3 separate regions of the Hordeum vulgare genome follow, and all the other regions are linked to region 1. Evidence: chromatin contacts called from public Hi-C data. All regions are on one chromosome and are shown on one strand. Each heading gives the region's core, a stretch centred on a gene start, on an enhancer-like site or on the middle of the called end of the contact. The rest is flanking DNA. Distances are from core to core; before and after follow the strand shown.

What was found. A called contact is a pair of places that touch in the nucleus more often than the background predicts.
Region 2: a Hi-C map of leaf shows a contact between it and region 1, with 5 times the contacts expected there. The contact joins the promoter of LOC123446660 here to the promoter of LOC123449038 in region 1. A contact is called at or near these places in 2 of 6 Hi-C or Micro-C datasets (both in leaf).
Region 3: a contact with region 1 is called in a Hi-C map of seedling, with 3 times the contacts expected there. The contact joins the enhancer-like site here to the promoter of LOC123449038 in region 1. A contact is called at or near these places in 2 of 6 Hi-C or Micro-C datasets (leaf and seedling).

What each region holds. Positions count from the first base shown.
Region 1 is chr4H:479,947,097-479,949,796 of MorexV3_pseudomolecules_assembly, forward strand. LOC123449038 (serine/arginine repetitive matrix protein 1) reads left to right here and starts at 1,269. Exons shown (of 12, transcript XM_045126106.1): 1 at 1,269-1,413; 2 at 1,521-1,610; 3 at 1,729-1,851; 4 at 2,347-2,514. The coding sequence starts at 1,393.
Region 2 is chr4H:479,666,877-479,669,576 of MorexV3_pseudomolecules_assembly, forward strand. It overlaps LOC123446660 (protein PSK SIMULATOR 1-like), which reads left to right and starts at 1,420. Exons shown (of 1, transcript XM_045123221.1): 1 at 1,420-2,700. The coding sequence starts at 1,810.
Region 3 is chr4H:479,536,188-479,538,887 of MorexV3_pseudomolecules_assembly, forward strand. No RefSeq gene overlaps it. Among protein-coding and RNA genes, the nearest start is that of LOC123446660, 130 kb to the right of the region's middle. Within about 2 kb of position 1,339, at least 3 of the 3 cell types and tissues checked have open chromatin away from gene starts, as enhancers often do. A contact at or near this core is called in leaf and seedling, where this site is marked.

The DNA.
Region 1 (2,700 bases), core at 19-2,518:
TACCTCGAAGCCATATTTCATTGTGATGGAGCTTCGTGGTGTTGTTGGGATCCTCTAATTAAGTTGTGGAGATTGCTCCAACCTTGTGTTGTAAAGGTTCGGTGACCGCCCTCAAGGGTCCATTAGTGGATTCACGACATCTCGCATTGTGCGAGGGCGTGAGGAGATTATGGTGGCCTTAGTGGCATCTTGGGGAGCATCGTGCCCCCACACTGCTCCAAACGAAGATTAGCATCCGCAAGGGTGTGAACTTCGGGATACATCGTCGTCTCCACATGCCTCGGTTATCTCTTACCCGAGCCCTTTACTTATGCACTTTACTTTGTGATTGCCATATTCTTTCTTGTAATATATCTTGCTATAACTTAGTTTTTTTATCTTGCTTAGCATAAGTTGTTGGTGCACATAAGTGAGCCTAGTTGTTTTAGGTTTTGTGATTGACAAATTAAATATTAGTTTTATTTCGCATTTGTTCAAGCCTAAACCGTAAATATTTTAAAGCGCCTATTCACCCCCTCTAGCGACATCCACGTCCTTTCAATAGGTGTGCCACCCTCCAAGTCCAAAACAATGGGTCTATGATTAGAATGTTGTGGATCACCATTGACCACTTGTAACGAGGGAACCTATTCCACCATTGACCACTTGTAACGAGGGAACCTATTCCACCATTGAGGAGTAGCCACCGCTCTGTCGAGCCTTTCACGAATATACCCTTAAACTCGGAAATTATTATTACGCCATGTGGCACCCGAAACGAAAACCACAAACTAGAAACCAGAACACGAAACTAGGATTTTGGGAGTTTTACAGCCGCGTGCCCTAGACACATGCGGGAGACCTAACTTGGGGGGCGGGGGATGATTGTTGGCTAGGGATTGGATGAAACTGGATTTGAACGGAGGGGTTTGCCGGCGGCAGCGATGAGAAAATGGGAGACGGCGACGTGAAGACCTGGATCGCCTCAGAGTCACCGTTGAAAATGCTAACCATCTGTGGGGTGTTTCCCTATAGTAGCCGGTCAATTTTTTTTTACTAACCGTCATCTATTAGGACTGACTGATCACGAGTTAGGAAGAACCGGAATTTGCCGAGAGGGAAGGACGATAGGAACAAAACCCTAACGACATGGAAGTAATTTTGCTCCTTCAATCGTGATGAACATCGTACTACGAGTGAACAGACTCGAAAGCCCACAGACCTGTGGGCTCGGCCCAGGCAGCTGAGACAGGGAGACTGTTTTGGATCGGGCTATTGTCTATAGCTCTTCCTGCGGCCTCTTCTTCTCCCCTGCATCCCCAACTCGTCGTCGTCTTCCCAAGGCACCAACCCTAGCCATCCCTCCTCGGCATCCTCCCCCCCCAAGCCGGCGGCCGCCGCCCGTCTGTGAAGATGTCAGGAGGCTTCTTCCGGGTAAGCGGACACGGTTCCCCGCATTGATTTAGTTCGCCAATCTCGCTTCGTTTTTTCCGGTTCGTCCGATCTGTGACAGCTGCGCTGACTCGCCGTGTTTTTATCAGGGGACGTCGGCCGACCAGGATACCAGATTCTCCAACAAGCATGCCAAGTTGCTGAAGACACAGAAGTTCGCGTCTGAGCTTGACCATCAGGTTAGCTTTTTCGTTCTCGCCCTATGCCTCCATCGGGTTCTAGCCGATGAGCGTCCAGAAGGGGAGTATCTGCCGTGGGTTCAAGGTAAACGCTAATTTGTTTCTTTCCTTGGGTTAGGTGGACATGTCAAAGGTGAAGATGGACGTGATGAAGCCGTGGATTGCCACACGGGTCACTGAGCTTCTTGGGTTCGAGGACGAAGTGCTTATCAACTTCATCTACGGCCTGCTCGATGCGAAGGTGTGTTTTTTGAAGATAAACTTCTTTAACATATGCTTGTTTCTCGTTGAACAAACACAGATGTTTTTTTTTATTGAGATATGCCTATTAATTGAAAACTGAACTCTCCATTCGATTCATGTAAAGCATCTCTGGATATATTGGATTTGGTCCATTCAGCTTTAAGATTGTAAGCAAAGAACCAAACTATCTTCATCGTGTAGCTCAGGAGTCAGGAATGAAAACTGAAATTATGCACATGTAATTCGGGAACTATCAAAGTCTCTCATAGGTTTGTTTGGATAGTGTAAGACAGGTAATCACAGCCACCTTGTGGAGCTAAACCACAACATTTTCCAATTTGCAAAATACCAACTGGATTAGCAAAATACCAATTGGATTAGTTTACTGAAACTTCTTGTGAACTTGTGAAACAAGTATGTGTTGTACCTGTAAAAGTTAACCGCCAAATAGTAGGAGCTTAGGAGCTTTACAAGGTTTTTGTTTGTTTTGCAGGAGGTGGACGGGAAGTACATACAGATCCAGCTGACGGGGTTCATGGAGAAGAATACAATAAAGTTCATGAGGGAGCTGTGGAGCCTCCTTCTAAGTGCGCAGCAGAATGCCAGTGGTGTGCCCCAGCAATTTTTGGATGCAAAGGAGGCTGAGATTCAGCAGAGAAAGGTTTGCATAAATACATCAATGTATTATTATTATAATAAATATTTCTATGACATACTCCAGACATGTTGTTCTGGGTTCTCATAAGCTAGAATACATACATAAGACATCAAACTAGCATGCCCTTACAATGACCTAGATTCAGTTCTGATTAGTTGCTCGCCTGGTCGGTACTTGGCTTCCAACGAA
Region 2 (2,700 bases), core at 170-2,669, 280 kb before region 1:
GACAACACTTGTCTATGGCCAGGAAACCTTGACCATCTTTGATCAACGAGCTAGTCAACTAGAGGCTCACTAGGGACAGAGTGTTGTCTATGTACCCACACATGTATTTTTGAGTTTCCAATCAATATAATTCTAGCATGGATAATAAACGATTATCATGAACAAGGAAATATAATAATAACCAATTTCTTATTGCCTCTAGGGCATATTTTTAACATGTTCAGGGGCTACTGAGGCAGTCCGGGACTAAGGGCTCCTCGGGCTGTCCGTTTGTTCTCATGGGCCAGACTCTCGGGCATATTCGGTCATCATTGTAAGTATTGGAATAATATGAACTCTTCCGAAGACTTGGTGTATGATCCAAGACAACGTAGTAATCGACATATTCCTTTTCTATTATAACCGACCTTGCGTAACACTAACATCCCTAGTATCTATATAAGCTAGGGGGGCCTAGTTCGTAGGACGGATTAAGCTCATTGTGATTTGGATTTAGACCACAACATCCAATCTCGAAGTAGATCAACTATGTACTCTATACTACTCCATCGATACCAGCAAGAGCAGGACATAGGGTTTTACCTTCATGAACAAGGCCCGAACCTGGATAAAACACCGTCTTCTTCGTCTCTTGTTATCCATGGAATCTAGATCCAGAGTTCACACCCCCTACTTGAGGTCAGCCGATTTTAACACCGACAACCTACCTGTCGGAGCTCAATGTGGCGAACGCTTCGACTCCCCTAGAGCTCCCCTCTATTTCAAATGAGCCTGCGGGATTTTAGATGTCTAAAGTGGTACAGGCCAATTTCATGTTCACATTGGAGACCTAGATATGTCGTGACCGTTCGATCTCGACATTTGCATATGTTTTGATGATCGGCGTTGAAAATGACCTAACATAACAGTCTTTCACTCCTGCCGTATTGTATAGGTAACAGACAGGTTACTATCAAATCGTTGAATGAGCCCTCCGGTGGTAATTCAAATCTGTGAAGAACGGGCACTAACCGTGGCAGTGCTCCTAGTCTCACATAAATGGTTGAAAACCGAAGTTTAGAGTTCCAGCAAAAGAAATTCAAACTACAGTTATTATAACCGAGAAAAAGACGTACTGGAGGCGTACCACAGTACCAATTGGAGTATGTAGCAAAGCGGGTCCTCCACCATACAACCACATGCGGGAAGCACGTAGGCCACCGAGGCGACGACGCACCGTGTCTTACCGGTCGATCGGAGTCATCGGACATGCATATTCCAGGCCAAGCGGGAAGAGGGGAAGGAGGCGTCGCCGTCGACGACCTGGCGGGGGCAAGTCTCCGGGCCTATCCATCAGACTGCACTCAAACTTCCACCACCACTAGTCTAATTATAATCGGGACGGCAGGAGAGGAGGAATTCATGACATGTAGCGACATGCCCGCGACTCGATCGATTGCTGCAGGCACATGGGTCAGTTGCCCGTGATTTGCCGGCTGCGTGCGTGGACGACTTCGCATCTCCTGACCCGGCCGCGTCGCGCGGCCGACTACGTTAAGTTAACACGCACCTTCTCCGTCTAATCCTCCATCCACAGACACACATGCTTCCTTCGTCTTCTTCGCGCGCTGGCGCTGGCGTAGCTCCTCGCTGTTAAACGCGGTTTACCATCCGTCATACGCATGATCCTGCGCCATCTCTCTTGGAACGTACCTACAGCGATTCTACGATCGCTCCTATAACTACCTGCAGGCTGCGGCTGCGGCTGCCTCAGTCAGTCGGCAGCGTACATAGCTACGGTTTCCTTCTTTCTTTGGTTTTCGATCGGTCATGGCTAGGTCATGGCTGTCCGGCCTGCGGTCTCGGCTCGGCGGAGGCTCCAGGCAGGACGGGCTCGGCATCCTGGCTTTCGAGGCGGCGGCGGCCATGTCGCGGCTGGTCTCGCTCCACCTCTCCCTGTCGGACGCGGAGGTCAGGAGGCTCCGCGCTGACGTCTTACGCGCAGAGGGCGTCGCGCGGCTCACGTCCACGGACCAGTCCCGCCTGCTCCGGCTCGCGTGCGGCGAGCTCATGGCGAGCCTCGACCGCGCCGCCGACGACGCCGCGCGCCTCGGGGCGCGCTGCCGCGTGCTGCCGGACGCGCCGTTCCTGCACGACTTCGACCGCGTCTACGCCGACGCGAAGCGGGGGGCCGGCCTCGCGCGGCTGGACGCCACGGTCGGGTTCTCCAGGGGCGCAGCGAAGCGGTTCAAGAAGATGGAGCGGCACGTAGCCGCCACAGCGAAGCTGTACGCGGAGATGGACGCGCTCACCGAGCTAGAGGCGTCGGAGCGGCGGATGGAGCAGTGGAAGCAGCACAGCGGGCCAATCCCGGCGCAGTCATCCAAGAGCAGGCAGCACGCGGACGAGCCAAGCGAGAAGCTGATGGGCGAGCTCAGGTTGCAGCGCCACAAGGTGCGGCGACTCACGGAGGGCTCGCTCTGGAGCGTGGCCGCCCACAAGGTGGCCAAGCTCATGGCCAAGTCGGTGCTCGCCGTGCTCGCGCGCGTCTCCGTTGCCTTCGGTGCGTTAGTGCCGGGATTGCCACCTCCGTTAGCAGGAGGCCGGGGATGGGCGCTCGGCCACTCGTCTGGCCCCATGCACCAGTCGATGGCTCCCAACGCGGCGATCCGGCACTCGGCTCCCATCTTCCGGCCGAAAGACACAGCCTCCACATCGTCA
Region 3 (2,700 bases), core at 89-2,588, 410 kb before region 1:
GCAGCCAAATATTGAAAGTCTTGTCTCCTAGACTGTGCTTCAACATTGACAAATGGCCTCCCTTTGTCAATCCAGTAAATATACTATCAAGTAAAGATGCTTGAAGATTGATTTTGCTGATAATAGCTTCATAATTGCCTTCGTGGATGTCTCCTATCACCTGCTATTAGTCAGAAGCGACCACAAACTTATAGTTAGCTTGTACTTCCTCCATCCATATATATATGGCCTAATGCATTTTTCGAAATTGCCTTTGACTATTGATAAGATTAATAGTATATGAATTGTATAATATGAAAATTATATCACTGAAAGCTCCTTTCACGTACGAATTTGAAGATATGTTTTGTGTAACTTGCATGTCATATATTATTGCTCTAACATATGGTCAAAGTTAGTCTCGAAAAACGTATTAGGCCTTATATATATGGAAAGAGGGAGTACAATAGTTAGCTATACAAGAGTAATACTTTTATCATATATGGCCCACCTTTCATTCTCACAAAGCACCTAAGAGCACTTGTTAGAGCTAGCTCTTCACGAAGAGTCCGCTTTTCTTCTCTCTCCTCTTCTCTCTCATCCAACTCAGTAAAAATATAGTATTTTAATCCTGACAGCCCGTTGACTGTACTTTATTGTGCTTGCTCTTAGTGCTAAGGCCTCTCTCGATGCAATAGCCTCTAAAATTGCTCGGTCATCAACTCCCCCTGTGACAAGTGATGAACTGCCCAGGAAGGTGCTGTCGCTATCTCTGCACACAACTGCAGCTCATCCTCTCGTTCCCTTGCGAAGCCTGCATCGACATGTACCAGTGTTTACATCTGAAGAAGCCGATCCTAGCAGCCAACTTGGCTATGATCTTCTGGCTACGAAGCCCAACGAAAACACTCCTTTTGCACTGTAAATACAAAAACTCGTTTTGTCCCACAAATGAACTAGACATATGCAGGTGCAGGCAGCCAGGCACCCTCATAAGCTTTCGTTTGAACTTTGAAGAGACATTTGCAAAAGAAAACAAGGTCAGATGTGTTCAGGTCTTTATGGATCCCTCTCTCCTTTTTCCTGATATAATGCTGTAGTGAGCCCCTGGTCGTCTCGTAACCAATAAAAACAGCCATGTCATTGTCTCACGCAACATCGCAACGGCTTCCAAGTGTGCGAGACCGGACGATACATCATATTCGTGTTGTTATCCACAAAGTGCGCGAAGTGAAAAGAAAGAAAAACAATAATGGCTGACCTGGGGGCGCGCGCGACCGCAAACTGGACGGACACCGCACGATCATCATTGCCCCGCCGGGGCAACAGCACGGGCAGAGGTACGTACGCTGCGTTGCCTAGTGCTGTGGTCAAAAAGGCGCGGCTCATCATCTTTCCTGAGCGGGCGATGCACGGGACCGGGTGGTTTCCACGTGACAGCTTTAATTTGCTCTCGTCTTTTAGTTTCGTCAATCACTAAGAGCAACTCCAACACGCGCCTTTGCGCGCGACCTGCTAAAATTCTTTTACCTCGCTGAAATTTCTGATCGTTTTGGCATAAATTCCTTTGCGATGCATACATACATACGTGGAGTACTGTACTACTCATTCCATCTCATAATATAAATACGCTTTTGACACTATAATATTATCAAAAACATCCTCATATTATGGAGTAGAGGAAGTAGATCACAACTGATAAGGATACGTGAAGCTTTATGAACGTACATACTATACTGTATTGTACTGTATAGAGGAGGTTGCAGCAAAGTTAAGAGCATCTACAGCCGTGCCCCCAAGATGCCTCCGAGGACATTTTTTGAGGTTCGGTATTAGGTTCGGGGGCGCTTTTTGACTGAAAAATGGCCCAGCCACGCCCCCAGCGTCCCCCGGGACGTCAAAATAGTGCCGGCATTCCCAGGCGAAACCCAACGCGCTTGGGGGTTCTTGGGAGAGCCGGCGAAAGTTTCGACGATTCAGAAAAGAACTAGACCAAAGATGGCCGCTAACTGCGCTCTGCCGCTCTCCCAGGCGACCGGCCACCGGAGTACTGATCCCTCCGCAGAAATCCTCTGTTCTCCCCCCGCCTCCACCTCAGAGTGAGAGCGATGCAAAGCCCTCGAAGCACCGCGGTCTCGCGGAGGAAGGTCCGTTGGGTCTCCTGGAGATCCGGAAGAAAATGGGGGTCGTTGCCCGCTCCCTGTTGGCCAGGACGAAGGCTCGGGAGGGATTTTCGTCGGAATCAGTGGGATCGGGAATGGATCATGCTGGCAAGATCGTGGAGCGACTGCGAGCAGGTATGGACCGTATCCGTTTATCATTCGAGGGGAAGATCTCAGATCCACAACCTAGCTATGGCGGCCTGGATTGGAGCCTGGTGTCTGGGCAAGATCAGGCAAGTAAGCCCCCAGTTAGGATGCCAAATCTCAAATTGATGGACAAGCTGTATGGAGGGATCAGGGAGTTAAGGAGGGGAATCATATCATGGAGATAGAGATTGATTCAACAGTGTGTCTGTTCCCTGACCAAGAGATTCAGTATACGATACAGTCAGGGGCTGTTCCAATACAATGTCATACACGCAAAAAAGTAAAAGTTCAGCATACAGAGGAAGGCCCGGGCCTAATGGGCGGAGAAGGGGACAAAATGATCTGGGAAATCAATTTTGCCCAAACGGGTGATCCCCCGGATAAAACCAGTGATCGGGGGAAAGAAAACACT